4 separate regions of the Mus musculus genome follow, and all the other regions are linked to region 3. Evidence: chromatin contacts called from public Hi-C and promoter capture Hi-C data. All regions are on one chromosome and are shown on one strand. Each heading gives the region's core, a stretch centred on a gene start, on an enhancer-like site or on the middle of the called end of the contact. The rest is flanking DNA. Distances are from core to core; before and after follow the strand shown. Region 1 holds the start of Kif24 (kinesin family member 24). Region 2 holds the start of Dctn3 (dynactin 3). Region 3 holds the start of Zfp189 (zinc finger protein 189). Region 4 holds the start of Txn1 (thioredoxin 1).

What was found. Promoter capture Hi-C pulls out the DNA fragments that hold promoters and counts their contacts. A called contact is a pair of places that touch in the nucleus more often than the background predicts.
Region 1: a contact with region 3 is called in a promoter capture Hi-C map of pre-B cells. The contact joins the promoter of Kif24 here to the promoter of Zfp189 in region 3. A contact is called at or near these places in 1 of 39 promoter capture datasets (pre-B cells) and 1 of 484 Hi-C or Micro-C datasets (CD4 T cells).
Region 2: a promoter capture Hi-C map of pre-B cells shows a contact between it and region 3. The contact joins the promoter of Dctn3 here to the promoter of Zfp189 in region 3. A contact is called at or near these places in 1 of 39 promoter capture datasets (pre-B cells) and 1 of 484 Hi-C or Micro-C datasets (CD4 T cells).
Region 4: a contact with region 3 is called in a Hi-C map of regulatory T cells, with 20 times the contacts expected there. The contact joins the promoter of Txn1 here to the promoter of Zfp189 in region 3. A contact is called at or near these places in 1 of 39 promoter capture datasets (pre-B cells) and 2 of 484 Hi-C or Micro-C datasets (regulatory T cells and rod photoreceptor).

The regions. Positions count from the first base shown.
Region 1 is chr4:41,463,244-41,467,805 of GRCm38.p6, reverse strand. Kif24 (kinesin family member 24) reads left to right here and starts at 2,958. Exons shown (of 13, transcript NM_024241.2): 1 at 2,958-3,096. It overlaps Nudt2 (nudix (nucleoside diphosphate linked moiety X)-type motif 2), which reads right to left and starts at 2,658. Exons shown (of 3, transcript NM_025539.2): 1 at 2,626-2,658.
Region 2 is chr4:41,721,854-41,726,384 of GRCm38.p6, reverse strand. It overlaps Dctn3 (dynactin 3), which reads left to right and starts at 3,222. Exons shown (of 7, transcript NM_016890.4): 1 at 3,222-3,350. The coding sequence starts at 3,255. Arid3c (AT rich interactive domain 3C (BRIGHT-like)) reads left to right here. Exons shown (of 8, transcript NM_001017362.2): 4 at 53-236; 5 at 350-639; 6 at 1,196-1,378; 7 at 1,591-1,680; 8 at 2,052-2,549. The coding sequence ends at 2,152.
Region 3 is chr4:49,519,572-49,523,970 of GRCm38.p6, reverse strand. Zfp189 (zinc finger protein 189) reads right to left here and starts at 2,795. Exons shown (of 3, transcript NM_145547.3): 1 at 2,376-2,795; 2 at 1,489-1,573. The coding sequence starts at 2,408. Mrpl50 (mitochondrial ribosomal protein L50) reads left to right here and starts at 2,888. Exons shown (of 2, transcript NM_178603.4): 1 at 2,888-3,009. The coding sequence starts at 2,918.
Region 4 is chr4:57,953,649-57,958,376 of GRCm38.p6, reverse strand. It overlaps Txn1 (thioredoxin 1), which reads left to right and starts at 1,966. Exons shown (of 5, transcript NM_011660.3): 1 at 1,966-2,190. The coding sequence starts at 2,167. It overlaps Gm35344 (a long non-coding RNA gene), which reads right to left and starts at 1,934. Exons shown (of 3, transcript XR_881303.3): 1 at 865-1,934.

The sequences.
Region 1 (4,562 bases), core at 1,709-4,208, 8.1 Mb after region 3:
TTTCTATTAGAAAAAGAATTGCTTTGATCATAGATATTCCAACAACCCATGTGTTAAGGAGTTTTATGTCAACTTGACACAAGCTAGGCTCCCTGGAGAGGAGGGGTGTCCTGACCAACAGGACCTAGTTATTCGTGGGTACGAGGGGAACCACAAACCTGCAAGAGAAATGGGCAGGAAAAAGGAGAGAGACCAAGGAGGATTCCTGTCAAGGTCTGTTTAATGAAGGCTAGGAGCCTGATTATAAGCACACAGTGAGAGAAAATAGGGAGGGGTCGAGGGGGAATTAACAAAGAACAAAGACATCTGGGGACATGAAGGCTGAATTCTGACTGTAGGCAAGAGGCACCCTGAGTCTTATCTCAGGAATGTAGAATCCTCCTTAACAGCCCGGGGTGTCAAGCTGGGCTCAGCACATAACTCAGGTCCTTAGAAGTCTTCGGAGTCAGGAAGAGATAAGGAAGAGGAGACTATAATTCAAATTTCTAGGGTCTAGGTGCCAGGAAGGGATAGGGAGGAGGAGGTGACCGGCTCCTAACACAAGGCCATTTGACTTATTAGGGTGGGAAACTGCGAAAGGCTTACTTTCTCACGGTATGGTCTCCAACAGAGGGGGCCTCAAGTTTAGAAAATGCTTCTATGAGACTGGGCTGTAGGCAAACCTATAGGGCATTTTCTTAGTGATTGATGTGGATGGCCCACTGTGGGTGGGGCCATCCCTGCACTCAGGGTCCTGGGCTCTATAAGAAAGCAGGCAGAGCAGCCACAAGGAGCAAGCCAGTAAGCAGCACGCCTTCACAGTCCCTGCATCAGCTCCTGTCTCCAGATTCCTTCTGACAACGAACAGTGATAAGGATGAGTAAGCCAAACAAACCCTTTCTTCCTCAAGTTGCTCTGGGTCAGTTTCCTCACAGATGTTGTAACCCTGACTAAGACGAGCCACTTTCCCTGAATTTGGGTGCATTTACCTGTCTAATCACCCCCTTTCCTATCTGGTATTCCAAATATTTTCACCCTCTTTCAGTTCAAAACAGTACAAGATAGAAAAGTATACCTGACACTGCTGTGAAAGAAACTTAGCCACTCAGGTCAGGTTGTTACCTGAAAGACAGGTCCTCATTTGTAAAGTGACTCTAACGTGTATTTCTCATTGTTGAGAGTTTAAAGTATGTGTAGACAGACATGAATACATGCCAGTCACTCTTATCTTGTATTATAATAGGCCACCTGAATGCTTCTCTGTATTATACTGGCAGTCAACTCTTTCTAATAGTTGAATCAAGAATTTCCCCACCTCTGTGTCATAGTCCTGTCTCTCCTGGAACTCAGAGATCCTCCAGCCTCTGTTAGGAATAAAGACATGCACTATCATTTTTATATTTTTCAGGAAACAGCTGATAAACAGTGTTCACACTAAGTATTAGTAATTTTTAAAGATCAACAAGATTAATTCCCTTTAATATATTGTCAATTTTCTCTTTTGAATACTGTATTTCCTTATTAGTAAGAATTACATTTATTCTTTAACTGATTAGTGATTTACTTTTGTTTATGTCTTGTGTGTCTGCCAGTTGTGTGTGGTATGTGGGTGCCTGAAGAGTCCAGAAGAGGGCCATGGATGCCCTGGAGCAGGAGTTGGGAGGCTACTGTGAGCCACTTGGCATGGATGCTGGGAAATGAACTCAAATTTCTCTGGAAGAGAGGTTAAGGGCTCTTAACCACTGAACCATCTCTCCAGGCCCCCGAATCGCTCATTTTTGAGCTAAAAACGAGCACTCCATTAAAGTACATATGAAGCTGCACACATGCTGGCTACTGGATTTGTTCCTACTATGCTGGTGGTTCCTTTTTGACCTGAGAGGCTAGGCCTGGCCAAGCATTTTTTCCCAATAGTCTTTGCAACCCGTTGAAGCATTACTATTATTTTTCACAAAAGGAAAAAAAAAATAAAACTATGGTTCAGAAATATTTTTGAGTAGTTAATCAAATGCAGACACGTCCAATTTCTAACATCATTAAGCTTAATTGCCACTGGACATTAGAACATTTCTGCATTGGCAACTTGACTCTTCTCGATTTAAGCTGTTTCGCCTTTTTTTCTTAAGACGGGAATCTTGTGACTTTCTATCTCTGGGGGCTAAAGAGCACCTGTCACTCTTCCAAAAGATTGGGGTTCGGTTCCCCGGAACCTATACCAGGTGGCCCACACAACGTTTAACTCCAGCTCCTGGGATCCGACGCCTTCTGGATTCTGAGAGCATCTGCACGCACGTGGCGCGCATAGACAGACACAGACACACACACACACACACACAAGTAATAATTTTTACCAAACGTAAGATCTTTTGGAATGCAGGCAGGGTTTAATCGATAACTACAAAGCAAGCCTAGGGAGAAGATATGATTGGCCCGCTAAGTCCCAAAGGTGAATCTCTCTGCCTCTGGGATTCTTCCGACCCACGCCCTCACCACTGAACCTAGTCCTCTCTGGTGCACAGAGATAAACCGAGGTCCCGCGAGTGGATGGGGCCTGGCCTACACGCGCCTCACTGCCAGCTCCGTCCCCGCAGCAACAGGTCAGGAGCCCGCGACACTCCCCACGCCCCCCAGCCCCACAGCACTCACCCGTAGCCCAGAGGCAGGAGGCGGTCCTCGAACGGAGACGTAGCGCGCCAGCCAATCAGAAGAGCCCGGCTGCACTTCAGACGAGCCACAGAATTGGGCATCAGGCGCTTCCACCCGCCCCTGAGGCGTGGTTTTTTGGCTGGGACCGTCGCGAGATCTGCCTCAAGCTGAACCATTGGTGGAGAATGAACCGCCCCCTTCCCCTTCTGATTTCTGATTGGCCTTTTAGAGGAGAGGTGACAGGCTCTGTGAATGACCATTGGTCGGTGCTGCGGGACCGCGGGCGGGCGGGCGTCGGCGCGCGCGTTCGAACTGGCGCTTGTGGCGTTGCCATGGGGATGTGGCCTGGCGGACACCTAAGGCGGGTTGACCGGACGCTCTGCTAGCCCGGCCTTAGGGCTTTCTCCTCACCGCACTATTTCTTCGGTCCTCCCTGAAAACTGACTGAGGAGGAGCCGGGATTGCCCTGAGGTGAGAAACGGTGGCTTTAGCTTGAGCCCAGGCTCTGCGCCTGCGCGGGAGCGGGTGCTCCTGTCTGCGAGCGGCGCGAGCCGAGACCGGTATTTGCGGGGTAACTAGAACTTGGCTTCTCGGGTTCTTCGAGGGTTCTCGCGCTCTCTCACGTTTCATCTCCCTGTCTACCGCCTCTTCAGCAATTACCTCGACCACCACCAGCTTTGAGGCTTTTCTGAGTACCCCAAAGGCCTCTTGCCTTTGAGACACGCTCTTCAGAGCGCTTCGATTGGACTTTCGGTTGTTTTGTGAACTTCCGCAAACCTCATTCTCCTTTTTTCTCATATAATTTTGACCTCTGAGATAAGACAAGCCTTTCCACAGCGTCTTACGCATATTAGTTTTTTGTTTGTTTGTTTTGTTTTTTTAAGGAAATATTTGTTCAGTTGGCTTTCACTCACTACAAATAGATTCAGTTATCTTTCTGCCTTGTCCCATTCAAAGTCGATTTGGGGGCAGGTGGAAGAGAGAGGACACCCTAATCTCATATACAAGAGACAGAAAATTCAGCGTTGGCGTTCCCACGTTGGGGGCAGGAAGACCTGCTCAGTGTGGGTGGCAACATTCCCAAGGCAGGGAATTCTGAGCAGTAATAGAGTGGAGAAAGCAAGCTGACCGCTAGCATACATACATTACTTCATTATTTACTGCTTTTCTTTTTTTAAGTTTTTGTTTGTGTGGCTTTTGTTTGTTGGTTGGTTTTGAGACAAAGTTCTCAATCAGAGAGACGTGCTCTCTCCACATTGTAGTCTGGCCTACAAGTACCTCTTCTCAAACCCCTAAATGTATTTGCTTATAACAGGCCATTCTGTCCTTATATGCCCGAGGATTTCCTCTTGTTGTTTACTGACCACCAACTATCGTAACATTTTATCTGTGCTTTGGAAACTGAAATCAATTATTTGACTTTGAGTTTTTTTCACTTAACAGTGTGTGTGTATGTGTGTGTGTATATGTATATGTGTGTGTGTGTATGTATGTGTGTGTGTGAGCACTCAAGTGAAGGTCAGAGGACAACTTTGAGGAACTGGTTCTCATTTTCCATGTTTTTTAAGCAGCTTGTTTCTGCTGCTGCAGTGCATACTCCAGGATATTTCTATCTTACACACACACACACACACTTACTTCTCCCTAGGAGTGCTAGGGTTACACATGTGCAGTACCACATGTGACCTTTTATGTGGGTTCTAGGCATTGAATTTGAACCATTAGGCTTATTATAGGTTATGTGCATTTACCTACCAAGCCATTTCCTTGACCTTTATTTCAGGTGGTTGGTTGGTTGGTTGGTTGGTTTGTTTGTTTAATTTTATTTGTGTACTGGCTAGTTTTGTGTGTCAACTTGACACAGGCGCGAGTTATCACTGAGAAAGGAGCTTCAGTTGAGGAAATGCCTCCATGAGATCCAGCTGTACGGCATTTCC
Region 2 (4,531 bases), core at 1,973-4,472, 7.8 Mb after region 3:
AGACGCCTAATCTTACTGTCCTGACTTTGACTTTCTACCCACTTCACACCAGGTACGCCAGTGAACCGGGTACCCATCATGGCCAAACAGGTGCTGGATCTGTATGCGTTGTTTCGCTTGGTGACAGCCAAGGGAGGCCTGGTGGAAGTCATCAACCGAAAAGTGTGGCGAGAAGTCACACGCGGCCTCAGTTTGCCCACCACCATCACCTCTGCCGCCTTCACGCTCCGTACACAGTGAGGACAGCAGAGGACCAGAGGGGCTGGGTGGGGCGCGGGAGTGAAGGGAGGGGCGGGGGTAGGACCATCCGCTGGGTCCAGCCTCCCACCGCCCATCCGTCTGCCCCTAGGTACATGAAGTATTTGTACCCATACGAGTGCGAGACACGGGCACTCAGTTCCCCAGGGGAGCTTCAGGCTGCCATAGACAGCAACAGGCGTGAGGGCCGCCGCCAGGCTTACACCGCGGTCCCGCTCTTCAACTTAGCAGGGCCCACACCTCGGGGCGCTCCTGGCCCCGCCTCGAGTCATGGGCCCGCCCCGACCGCGACCCCGAACTGCCCGGGTCCCACCCAGGGTTCTGCTTCTGGTTTACCAGCGCACGCTTGCGCTCAACTGAGCCCGAGCCCAGTAAAGAAAGGTATGAGGGGGAGAGGGCGGAGTTTGGGGTCCGGCGTCTCTGAGAGCTGTGCACAGGGGATATCAAAATGTAGGGACTCAGGTGTGGGGGGCATTGCGATATGAGAGCAGCAAGATCTGACGAGGCTCAGGGGGGTTGGAATCCCTAAGTTAGTGATCCTGAGCCTTGAGGTCAAGAAAGCCTGTGGAGTTTCAAGTCGCTTCATCCCCAGCAGTTTTATTCCACAGCTATCCGCATAGGGATCCCATTTGGATGTAGTTTGCAACTTCTGTGACTTATTTAACAACAAAGAGCAAAGAAAGCGTGCACATTCTCTGACCTAAACCAGCCCGGACCTATATATGCTGGCCCCTTTTTCTCCACATCTTCATTCTCTAGGCCAGAGTCTTTGGATGGGAGGAGAGACAACCTGGCTTATCTGCCGGTACCGTCTCTATTGGTCCCAGGTCTAGGGAAGAATCAAATGCAAACACGGGTTGGTTGGACCAGAATGGCATGTTTTTTGTTTTGTTTTGTTTTGTTTTGTTTTGTTTTGTTTTGTTTTGTTTTTCACCAGAGGAGAGTGGAATCCCACCCCCTCGTCTGGCGCTACCTATGGGCTTGGCCTCGGAAGCTACAAGGGAGAAGCTGGCACCGGAAGAACCTCCGGAGAAGAGGGCTGTGCTAATGGGCCCCGTGGACTCACCTCGACTGGGGGCACCCCCCAGTTTCCTGCCCCGTGGCAAGGCTCCCCTAAGGGGTGAGGAAGGGCTTGTTAGAGAAGGGCTTTGGGCTAGTGAGTTGAGGGAAAGTAGACTCTTCACATGCTGAATGCTGGAGGTGGTACAGGCAGGTCCCTTGATAGACAGACGCATAATTATGGTATGGGGTTCAAGTGCAGGAATGAGGAAGGAGTCTAAGTGTGAAATCTGCTTCCCCCCAAATGTGACTTCCCTGCCTTCTTCTGGACAGAAGAGCGGTTGGATGGGCCCCTCAATCTGGCAGGCAGTGGCATCAGCAGTATCAACGTGGCACTAGAGATCAATGGGGTGGTCTACACTGGTATGGGAATTACAGGGTCTATATTGGCATGAAGTTGGCTTTTTCATTGGCATGGGGGATTTTAGATTTTCTCTATGAGCATGACGTTCAGGAGTATCTGAACTTGCTTGGGGGTTTAGAGGATTGTTACATTAAAATGGATTCAAGAGTTTGTCTACAAGGCATGGGGTCCCAGCATGGTCTATGCAGCATGGTTGCCATGGGATGTCTGCTTTGTCACAGATCTGTGAGTATTTATTGCGCACCTACTTCAAGCTACCCACAACGGCATAGGAGCTTCTCACTGGTCAGAGGGACTTGTCCGTGCTTTGTGGGAGTCCCACATTCTCTCGTTTATTTTTTAATTTTACATCTCTTATACCCTTTATCAGGTATCCTCTTTGCTCGACGCCAACCTGTGCCAGCTTCCTTGGGTCCAACCAATCCTCCACCTCTACCCTCTACAGGGCCCCCTTCCAGTACCTTGCCCTGAAAGCAGCTACTGAGAACCAAGAGTCCCAATATCATTGCTTAGGGGGGGAGAAGGCACCCTCCTACCTTGATTCTTTCAGGATGTGACGCCCACTCTGGGATCCAGTCCTGGTTGATGTCAGCATGCCACCTCCACACCAAAGGGATTTATATTACGTTCCATCTACCTCACCGTAAAAGGCAGACACTGTCTCCCTAGCTAATTTCAGCAGCATCTACCAAAGAGCTTTCCCCCGAGAACCCCTATCACTCCGTCATGTAACCCCTATGTCAGTGTCACCTTTGGTACCCCACCTCTTTGAGTCAATTCTGCTCCTTTTCAGGAAGCAGGTGAAGGATTGGATTTGAATGTGAAGATGTCCCTTGGGTTGCATCTGGAAAATAAAATTGTACTTCCCGTGTCTCCTGTGCCTCCTCTTCTTGCTTGGGTCTGGGAGGTGGGGGATCCACAGACTACATTGAGCTGTCCAAGTGGAAGCAGAAGAACAAAGCTCTGAGAGAATAGAAGAGCACTTTTTTTTGAAGGGAAGCAAGCTTTCTCTACATTGTTCCCTGACTGGTCTTGAACTCACTGTGTAGAGCAGGCTGGCCTCAAACTTACAGTCATCCTTCTGTCTCTCCTTTCTCTCCTAGCACCACCACACAGAGCGCGGTCACAAATCAGACTGTTTGGGTGTACGTCCTGACAACAAGAGGCTTACGTACAAATCACTTGATCTTTAAAAGATTCCAAAAATGTATGGTGTCTCTCCCAAGAAGCTGCCTACTGATCTATGGGTATAAACCTATCTTGGAATAATAGGTATATTTATACGCTAACTCTCAGGGAATGGGGGAGGGGAGGAAATCTCTTCGAATCTTGGATTTAGAGCACTAAAAGTCTTGACAACCAAGTCCTGGAAACCAGGGTAGAACTAGGACCCAGAACGTTACCTAGGTAACCAGATTGCTTTGACATCGGTTATTTCCGACATCCAAAGCCTAAACAGTGACGTCACTTCCTACAAGGCGTGACGGTGCTCTCGGATTGGCCAGTCTTCTTATTTAGGCGGACGTCCCACCCTCAGGCTGTTCCGGGTTGCTGCGGCCAGGCTGCAGAAACGATGGCGGCTCTGACCGATGTGCAGCGGCTACAGTCTCGAGTGGAGGAGCTGGAGCGCTGGGTGTACGGGCCGGGCGGGACCCGAGGCTCCAGGAAGGTGAGGGGTCCGGTCTATTGATCCGTTTGTGGGGCAGAGCGGGACAGGAGCGGTCCACTGGCCCTGCCCTAGGGTCGGATGCTACCACTTCTGTCAGGTCGTCCTCAGCCCAGGCTCTGAAATAAATAACAAAGATCTAGAACCTCCTGGTACCAATCGGACCCTTGAGGTCCGTTCCCGAGGGGATTGGGATGGGGGAGATGCTTAAGCCTTTTTAAGATGGGTTCGGTGACAACTTTCACAAAAACTCCGCGCGCTCACAGGCGTTCTAAGGAGACCAGACGCATTTAAAAATTGATTAATGGGAGTTTCAGTAAGAGCTGAAGCCCGCAGTGGAGTGTCATCCTAGAGCCATGCAAAATTAATTGCTAAATGAATTACGCGTAGACAGGAGTCCTAGAGGAGGCAGAGCACAGGTGCTACAGGCTCCAAAGGGTGAGCGGTGAGGTCTGAGCAGGCCCAGAAAAGGAAGATTAGTAATTGAGCCCTAAGTGTCCAGATGTGGGCGAACATCGTGTCTGAATTTTGACAAAAATTTAGAGGTGCCCTAAAATCCCTTTTTACGATGTTGAAACCATTTACTGGAGCGCTTCTGGTAGAATTAAGAATGTTCTGGAACAAAGGTAATGATGTGTCTCTGTATTTTTTTGTAAAATTGTCACCAGCACATTCTGTTCCAGTTTGAGAACCAACTTTTCGAAACACTCTCCCCCTTTGGCATCTATTTGTGTGCCTTCCCTTGTGTGTTAGTCCCTTAAATATTAGTATTCACCTTTTACACAAGCCTTGAGTGAAGTCGTTCATTTCCTCAGCCTCCGGCTCCAGCTGACTCTTGACTGTTAGAATCCTAAGTCCTAGGCAGGCTCGTTCACTGCCGTGATTTCAGTTACTCATTTCACGTCTTTATGTTTCCAGTGTGTAGCTCTGTTTCAGACTTTCCGAGAACCCGATTGATCTTTGTCTACTGGTCTCCTCCACTGGGCTATCCCGCAGACATCTTAAGCTCAAACCCTTAACTACTAACTGTATTCTGCCTCTAAACTGATTCTCTTCTGTATTCTCTACGATGGGGATTGCACTGTCTTTGGGATCCCAGAGTGTTCCGTCTCCTGTACTAGACTTGATGTGGAGGGTATGAGGCTAGAGCTAGGCCAGCCAGTTCGTTCCCCAGCCTTGAGCTA
Region 3 (4,399 bases), core at 1,546-4,045:
AAGGTAGAGTTGTATAAAATACACAGGAATTAATAAAACCTTGACGGGCAAAAGAAATGTAGTAAGTCACAGAAAACAGCATGAGGGAGCCATTGGTCCAGTTAAGTTTCTTTCTTTCCCCCAAGTTGGGAAGACCATGATATAAATCTATATTAGAACAAGGGTTACTAAGGTAAAGAGCTGGGGCTGTACTTCACTGGTAGAGAAGATGTTTAGCATCAACAAGGCCCTAGGCTCGCTTGATCCTCCAGCCCAGCCTGGTCTATAGAGTGAGTTCCATGCCAACCGGGGCCTCACAGTGAGAACCCGTCTCAAAGAAGTCAAACCAAACCAAACTAAAACAAAAAGAAAACAAAAAACCCTCCTCACTAGATACTTGTAGGACACTGATCCTGCGATGCTTGGGAATCAGGTAGAAGGGGACAGAAGGGACAGATCTTATAAAAGATACATGATTTGAAATTTGCAGAGTAAGTATAGCAATAGTATCAAAGTGGCCAGACAACATGCTGGCAATTAGAAGAGATCTTCACAAGTCGGGAGAACTGAAACCATGGGGGAGACATGAACACATCACGGGACGGAAAATGCATTATGAATGAATTGCTTCAAGTGGAAAGGTGAAGGAAAGACGGAAATGTAAGCTGCAGTTAGGCTCCACCAGGGCAAGAAGCAAGCCTTTCTGGCTCTTTGTTTAGTTGTCAACAGTGGTCAGAGACCAGGATACTGTGTTTTCAGACTTGCTTGTCATAACAAAATTAAGGCCAGAGTCAATGGTATGGAAAGCAGGGTTCCTGAAGTTTACAGGATCAAGACCCACTGCAGCTCACTCAATGACTGGGTTAAGCAGGGTGGTGGTGGTGGGGGGGTGGTAGTGGGAGGTGGTGGGGGTGGGAGGTAGTGGGAGTGGGAGGGTCGTGACAGATGATGATAAACAGGAGCACTGGGGGAAACAGGACTGCTGACCCCACATGAGGACATGCTCCTGGAAGGTGGAAAAATAAATGCTTTGGGACAAGCACTGGGAGAGCTGGGAGAACACTTAACTTCTGCCTCCCAGTCCTGAGACAAAGCAAGAGGAAGGAGGACCCGGGAGAATGAGCAGCCCCCACTTGAAGGTCTGCCAGAGAAGTGGTGTGCTCGGCTCTGTGCCAGCTTTCAGTGTAGGCCGGAGCGGTAAGGAACACTGTGTGATGAGCAGCCCAGGCTCCAGAAGGCAGAGTGAAAAGAGGGTGGGAGGAGAGCCGTGGGAAGATGAACCGGGAAGGAAAGTACAGAGCCAACAGAGCCGTCTGGGAATGAGATTCTGAAGCTGCCAAAGCCAGCCTTTGCTAACAAGGAAGCGAGGGAGACCAGAGTTGTAGAAAGATCCGAATCAGAAGGTTGGGACAAAATAGTGCTGGTGTCAGTTACACTGCTTGACGCATTCTGGGTTTAAGTGTTAGTACCTTATTAGATATTTTAGTTAGAAAAAGCGTGCATTCTTACCCAGCGAGACCAGCTTTCCGTAGCTGTCCATCATGACATCTTTATACAGGCTTCTCGGAGCTGGATCCAGATAACCCCACTCCTCCTGAGTAAGAAACATAGCCATAGCCTCAAATGTCAGCCACTGCTGGAATTGTTTTCTCTCTGTAGTCAGTTCCAGTGGTCTCTCCACTGAAAGTGGGAGAAGTTATTGTCACTTTACCATGCTCCCATTCACTAGGAGGAACACGGTAAGTAAGAGTTCCAAAAGGTGCTCAATTCATGGCACCTCACACTGAAAAGGATCTGGACTGGTCTAGATCCACGCCTTCCAAACTGAAGGTCTTCTCTGCTTTCGTTATTACACACTAATACCACGACTGTTTTTAGTTAACAGCCTTAAGACCACCCCAACGTTCCCTGGCCTCACTGTTCGCCCCAAGCTTCTACCCACACCAGCTTGGGACCCAATTCGACGCAGTTCCATTAGGTTTTCTAAACACTCACCTTGAGTTCAGACATTGTGCTAGCTGCAGAGGACAGACGAGATTTAAAAAAAAAAAAGAAGAAAAGAAAGAAAAAAGTGCCTCACCTGAGAAACTCATAAATGAGATCTAACTTGGAGCAGTCTTAATTTTCCCCAGCCGATTTATCAAGTTACTCTTGAAAAAAAGAAAAAAAGAAAGAAAGGAAAAAAGAAAAAGGGGCCTTGGGGAGTTTGTAAGTGAACTAAAAGCACCTTGCAGCAAGGGGTATGTCCCGCAGCAAGGGGTACACAGGAGTTGACTGGGGTCCTTTCTTAAGAGTTGTAGAAATGGCCAGGAGGGGGACAGGGGAAGAGGTGATGGCGCGGCCTTGCTGTCTTGGGAGTGGCGAAATAACGGAGATCTCTTGAAAGGGCAACTCACCTTTGGCTCCAGCGGTGGGCTTGGGGACGCCATCGCCTCGTTCAGGAATAGCAGCCACACGACATTGGGGCTCTGATGAGGCCTAGATGGCTGTTGGAAATAAGGCTCGGCGAGAAGGGGCTCACCGGATGGGTCTGGTGTGGTCCTGCCTCTGTCTCGGAGCGGTCAAGTTCCTAGGGGCATATCAGACGTTCTGTCTGGCTGTCCTCCAACCCCAAACCCAGTCCTCTGTCCCGCTGCCTAGCCTTAGGGTCTCCCTGTAATATCTCCTCCTTGTTGCCAATTCCTCCGCCTCAAAGTCAAGCTGCACTACTACCGACCACCCCCGGACCAGAAGGCGTTACCCGGAGCCTTCGCGGAACCGCTCCAACTACAACTCCCAACATGCCCAGGGAGCGAGCCACCGCCTTCTTCCGTAAATGGCAAGCGAACTACATTTCCCGGAATGCATAGGTCTGGGCAACGTCAGGGGCCGCTGAAGTAAGCTCTCATCTGATTGGCTGAGTCGGGCACGTCTGGCGCTCTTGGGTTGCTTGTCGAGAATGGCGGCGCTGATCGTGTCTCGGTTAGCAAGAAGAGGCTGGCTGTGGAAGCTTCCCTTGGCAACACGTAGAGAATTTTGGTCTCGATCCAGGTAAATCTGAGTGTTTCTCAATGGTCTAAGTTCCACGTAAGTAATCAGAAGCGGAGGGGACGAGTTCAGAGGGTTAAGATGGGACCCTGGTCCTGAGCCTTCAGGAGTTAGCGTGGAGTAGGGATCCGAGCTAAAAGCTTACGTTTCTGCGATTGGCAGGACCGCTTCTAACGGCAACACGGTGCGCTTTCCCAGATTTCACTGATGCATACAACAAATAGTTTCTAAATGCCTTCCGTGTCTCTAAGTGTGTACCCAGCAGTACTCTCTTTCCCACGCTTTAGTTCCACACGGGAGGGAACTGAGGCCCACTGAAGAGAAGCACGCACATGGTGGATCCAGAAGCCCCGTGACTTAACTGCTTATCCACAGTTTTCCTCACTGCATCCTGTGGGATCTATGTATATTACTTAGATAATATTTAGGGCCTGAAAATTTAACCGCTGGGACCTCAGAGAACAACGAACGTATTAAGTTAGAAGTTTGAATCCTCACCCCATGTATTAACTCTAACCTTTCCCTGGTTAGTGTCAGATGTCCCAAGTTCATTTCTTTTTTTTTTCACTCAACAGATATTTTAGTGTTTACTATATGATAAATATTAAAGATAAAGTGGTTAATTAGACCAAATCTTTGTCCTCATAGGAGAAGGGGGGCAGTTGGTGATAAACTGTTCATTTTTCAGGTAACCGTTCTTTAAGGTGTAAATGGATGTAGTGATGTATATTCACATAGAGGAGAGATTTCAGCAGTCAGGCCAATCCCACCTTTTTACATCCCTTTTTGCGTTCTGTTTGTTTGTTTTGTTTATTGTCAATCATCATAGCTCTGTGTTAGAATTTTAAATCTTGAAGCATAATTTCTTCCATGTTTTTCTTGCTCATGATTGCTGCAGCTATTCGTAATTTAAGATTGCTCTTTATGTCTTTGGGAAAAGCCATTCGATTTTTTTGAGTTAAGTATTTAAGTAGTGCAGACATGGAACAGTCATTGAACATGGACTGTCTCTTCATTTATATGTGTGTTTTCTGTTTCTTTCATGGATGGTTTAGAGTTTTAGAGTATAGATCTTTAACCTGCTTGGTTATTTTTTCCTAAATATTTTTTTCCTGCTGTTATAAACAAACCAGATTTCTTGATCATTTGGGGGGGGGTGATTTATTATTTCTCTAGAGAAACCACTGATTTTATTGAGGATTTATTTTATTTATGTCCATATGTGTATGTATAAATATATGTGTGCTGATACTCTCGGAGGACAGAAGAGGGCGTCAGATCCCCTGAGTTTGGTGTTACAAGAGATTGTGAGCTAGCAGCCTGAGGTGGGTGCTGAGGACTGCACTCTGGAAGAGCAGCGAGTTCTCTTAACTTCTGAGCTCAAAGCTCTCCA
Region 4 (4,728 bases), core at 717-3,216, 8.4 Mb before region 3:
TTTTCTTTTTTGCCAACTTCCTGATTACTCAAGACTAACACCTGTTTTATAGTCGCCCCATCCACCCCAGCTCTCTGCCCTCGTCTCAGACAGATGCCGTTCAGTATAACAGCCTGTCGCTGTTCACGTGGTCGGTTCACAGGGTGCTAAGCAGTGGACACATTTCTCAGCTCGTTACACATACAGTATTGTAACTCAAACCTTCAGCATACGGTGGTATTATTTTCATTTCGCAAGGGAACCTGGGGCACAGAAAAGCTAAATAAACTGCCCTAGAGAGACAGAGCTACTTAAGTGGGGATGCAGACAGGAGAGCTGGCAGAGCTGTGAAGAATCTTAACACTCACTCTAACCTCCCAGTTCTTCATTCTCTTATTGTCGATATCCCCCACATTTACCCATGTGTATTGGTACTGTACAGGTGCCAGGGAGTCATGCCTTCCTAGCAGAATCAGTGGACATCTGAGGGTCTGTGGAGAGGTGCCAGCTAAGGGAGGAACCCTTCCAAGTTCTACAGGTCAGTGTTTGACTACCAAAAAGCCAGAAACCTGGAATGTAGCTGGACTGAAAAGACCCGACAGCTGCAAAGAGAATTAATAGATTCTGCTCATCTGCCTGGGGTTCCTCTCTGCCTCAGCTGTCCTAAAGGGAAGGCTACTGCCTTTGGGGCAGCATCCACCCGCAGTCTAGGGCTATGTTCAGAACACTCCCTCTTGTCTACATCCTCACTCATTACTTGAATTCCTCAGCCCTTCAAAAACATCGCACAACTGGTTCTGGTATTTTAAATGTTTTGAACAAGGGAAGCCAGTGGGTAGGGGTAGGGTGGCTGAGACACAGTTTCATTAGCCTCCCGTGCTTCACCTCGATGTAGATTTATCTAGATCGGCTCTCCAAATGCAGGCTTGGTGAGTTCCTCCCAGGATGCTGGCTCTGTCCAGTCTCCACCTCAGCTGCTTCACCAGAACATACAGCGGCACTCTTGGGGCTGCACAAAGCCACCTTAAGAATCTTAGCTTCTTCCACCATGCCCTGTCCTCCTGAACATCACCTCAGTTATCATTGAAGAAGACTCTTCCTGGCGTCCTCTCCCAAGGCGGAAAAATCTCCTCAAAGCCTATACTGTCATTGTAAATACAAGGCAGCCAAACTCAGCAAGGCCCCACAAGGCACCACGCAAGCTTAATTAGCGCTCGCGATGACTATAATTAGAATAATTCATTGAGTGCTTCCTTATGGGCCAAACGCTGTCCTCAGTCAGTTTTCAAGCCCTTAAATCCTTCAAGACAATGCTGGGAGCTAGACTATCCGATCTCTATCATGCCTACATGTGCATGGGGCACAGAACAGGGCTCTAAACGGCTCTGTGCCTCTCCCAGTAGCAGGTTCACCTGTTAAAGTTAAGGAATAGGAGAGAGAGAGGAGAAAGAAGCGGCAAAGAACTACCCAGAAAGTTGGCGAGGACGCGCACTGAGACACTTCCTGGTCATCGTTACTCAGCACTTTGAGTCGAACTGCAGCATGGCCGCCCTAGTCTAAGGATACACCTCTGCCTGGGCAGTCCTAGGGACTGTCCCCAGCCCCAATCTGGAAGTATCTGACTTAGGTCTAGTTTGGGGCATGGGCAGTGTGATTACAGAAGGACTCTACGGTGTGAGAGAGGACCGTGATCTACCCCGGCGCTGTTCGCTGTTAAAGTGCCCTTGAGGCAGCTGGAAGTTGGCTCTTAGGGGTAGCTGCCGCGCGGCGTCTGGAGCCTGGAAAAACCCGAAGCTGCTCCAGGAGCCTGTGCTAGCTCCGCCCCTTATAAACTAAGGTTCTTGTTCGGCAGCTTAGAGTGGGGCGGGGAAGCCAGGAGTGAGGCCAGCGCTAGGACAGTCCCCAGGCTGCACTAGTAGCCGACTCTGGCTCCGCCCCCTGGAAAACCGCCCCACCTCTTGGGGGCGTGGTCTAGGCGCGGCCTGCCCAGGCGCCTTGGCGGACGCGGGAGGCGGGAAGCGCGTCCCCGCCGCGCGTGCCCGTCCGCCCCGCCCTGCTGCGCTCCGCCCTATTTCTATAAAGAGAAGGCGGGCGCCGCACTCGGTTGCAAGCTCCGTTGGGCGCCTTGGATCCATTTCCATCTGGTTCTGCTGAGACGCGTGTGGCTCCCTCCCCGCAACAGCCAAAATGGTGAAGCTGATCGAGAGCAAGGTACGCATGCCCGGGCGCCGCGCACATCCCGCGGTGCTGAAGAGGACACTCTCGGTGTCCCCGCGGGCTTAGCGGCCCAGGGCCTGTGTGCGCCCTCGGCGGTGGAGCATGCCCTGGGGGAGGGGACGAGGGGACCCTGGAACGCCGGGTACGGGAGATGCACTCGTGGGCAGCACCTGAGTCCCCGGAGCTGCACTCCCTACCGCCAGCCCAAATCTGGCGGAGGTGAAGAGATGGACCGGGGTCCTCCTGTGACACTCCCCCCTTCCCGTGCCCCAACTGAATCAGGATTTAGGATCTCTAGGAAAAGATGGAGAGCCGCCACTTCTCGAGTACGCGGTGCCACACGCCGCGCGGGTGTGTTGTACTGCTGGGCTCGGCCTTAGTTTCCCTCCATCAGTGACCTGCCGCCTAGAGGACACAGGCCAGGTCGGTGCATGAGGGTGGGTCTCGGGTCCCAGTTAAGTACCCTCGGATCGGTACCCCAGGTGACTACTAAGGAGAAAGGTCCAGGCCGCGCCCGAGAGACTCCTCCTCCTGCGTCGCAGGGCGTGTTTCCGGCAGCTCTGGCTTTGGAATGACTCAGTCCCCAAAGTCTGGCCCCGGGGCCTCGCAACCTTAAGGTTTCAGTGATTGACCCTCCATAAGTGGGCTTTGCTGGAACCAGGGCTCTCCCCCAGGGAGTAGTCAAGTACAAAGTCCTGCCCTTTGGGAAAAGAAAAATAATACCCAAGGGAAAAACTGTTACCATATTCGAAAGTTACTGAGAACCAAAATATCCTCCAGATTGGGAAACCCAGAGCCTGTTACACTGTAACTATTCGGGGAATATTTATAAAATGAAAAGTGAAAGGAGGTTGGGGGTGGAAATTGATGTGTGAAAGACTGGCTCACCCTTAAACTAGGAAATCCGTGGAAGACAGGTCCGCGCCCTCCAGTTTTGAGCACCTGGTTGGGTCTCAGTACAAAAGTTGGCTCACCCACTACCAGCCATATTAGTCCCAGCACCCAGTTGGATCCTTATCTGTTTAAACTGACCTACTTATGGAACCTTTGCCATTCCAATAGGAGCGGTGTACATTGGTGCCAGGAAACCAGTTACTCGGAAAAAGCTTGGGCCCCAAAAGCCTGCTACCAAGGCTCTGATCGGAGTCGCCCAGAATCAGAAGTTAAACTGAATACACATAAATTTCATGTGATGGGCTTAAGTTGATTAATTAAACTATGTAAAATGTAGCCTTATTTCTGACGACTGTGTGGGTAGTTAAAGGCCCCTGGGGTCAATCTCCACACAGGAGTGGAATAATAGGCTATGATATAATGGCTCAGAAATCAACAGTTGATTTGCCGTGTTTATCTTTAAGAATAAAATTATTCCTTGAACTACACACACACTTTGCTCAGTGCTTCACAGACCACGTGTTAGACCAAGGCGTTGGCTCATGCCTCTAATCCCCAGCGCTCAGGAGGCTGGGCTGTCTCAAAAAAAAAGCAAAGAACACTTTGTTATTTGCTGAATATGGTTTTGTTGTTGGGGCTTTCTGTTTCGGTTTATATTCACATATAGGGGTGGGGCATCCATTGGCAGTGGTCAGAGGACAACTTGAGAGAGTTGGCTCACTTCTACCTTGTGGGTCGTGGGTATTGAACTCAGTTCGTTGGTCTTGGTGGCAGGCACTTTAATGTGCTGAGCCATCTTGCCAGCCCCTGAATTGGGTATGTTTGAGAAAAGAGATGATAGCATCTGCTCCGGTCTACTCCGGGTGTGTTGTTTTGTCTCCAGGTTATTGGTGTCAGTACTGGCGACACTTGCCAATTGTGGTTATTGGTTTCTAGAGCTAAAAATTGTGATGTGCTTCTTAGTAGATAATTTTGAATACTCTTCAAGCCAATACAGATCGGCAGAAGAAAACTTGTTTTGCAAGTTTGCACATCCCTGCCTCTGTAATTGGTGTTCACTGAAGCCCGAAATTAGGATTGTGAGCCGCATTTTCAGTATTTTGAGTAGTGTTGCTTGGTTTTGCCTCATAGCTTTTGGGGGTAAACCTTGAGAGTGTTTGAGATGCAGTTTGCCCTGTTTTGTCATGTAATCTCATCAACTGGGACTCAGGTCCCAGCTAAGGACCCTCGGATTTGGATCGGTACCCCAGGTGACTGCTAAGGAGCAAGGTCCAGGCCGCTCCCTAGAGACTCCTCCTCCTGCGTCGCAGGGCGTGTTTCTGGCAGCTCTGGCTCTGGAATGACTCTTTTCTTATTGAGGATCAATCGTGGTCCAGATGTGGGTGTCATCAGAGCAGCCTGCCATACCACCTTGACCTGTGTCTTACAATAAAGAATAGGTGCTGTGGCCTCTGATAATTACATAAGGGGAGATTTTGTAAGAGAATTATCTGCAACAACCAGTGGTGGTTGGGAACAGTGGTTTCCATTGCTCTGCCCGCTCTTCACACCCAGACATGGATTTGATGGGCAAGTCTGACTAGACGTCTCTGGAAGCTGTCGTAGCCATTCTGTAGTGTTCTCAGAAATGACATGTGA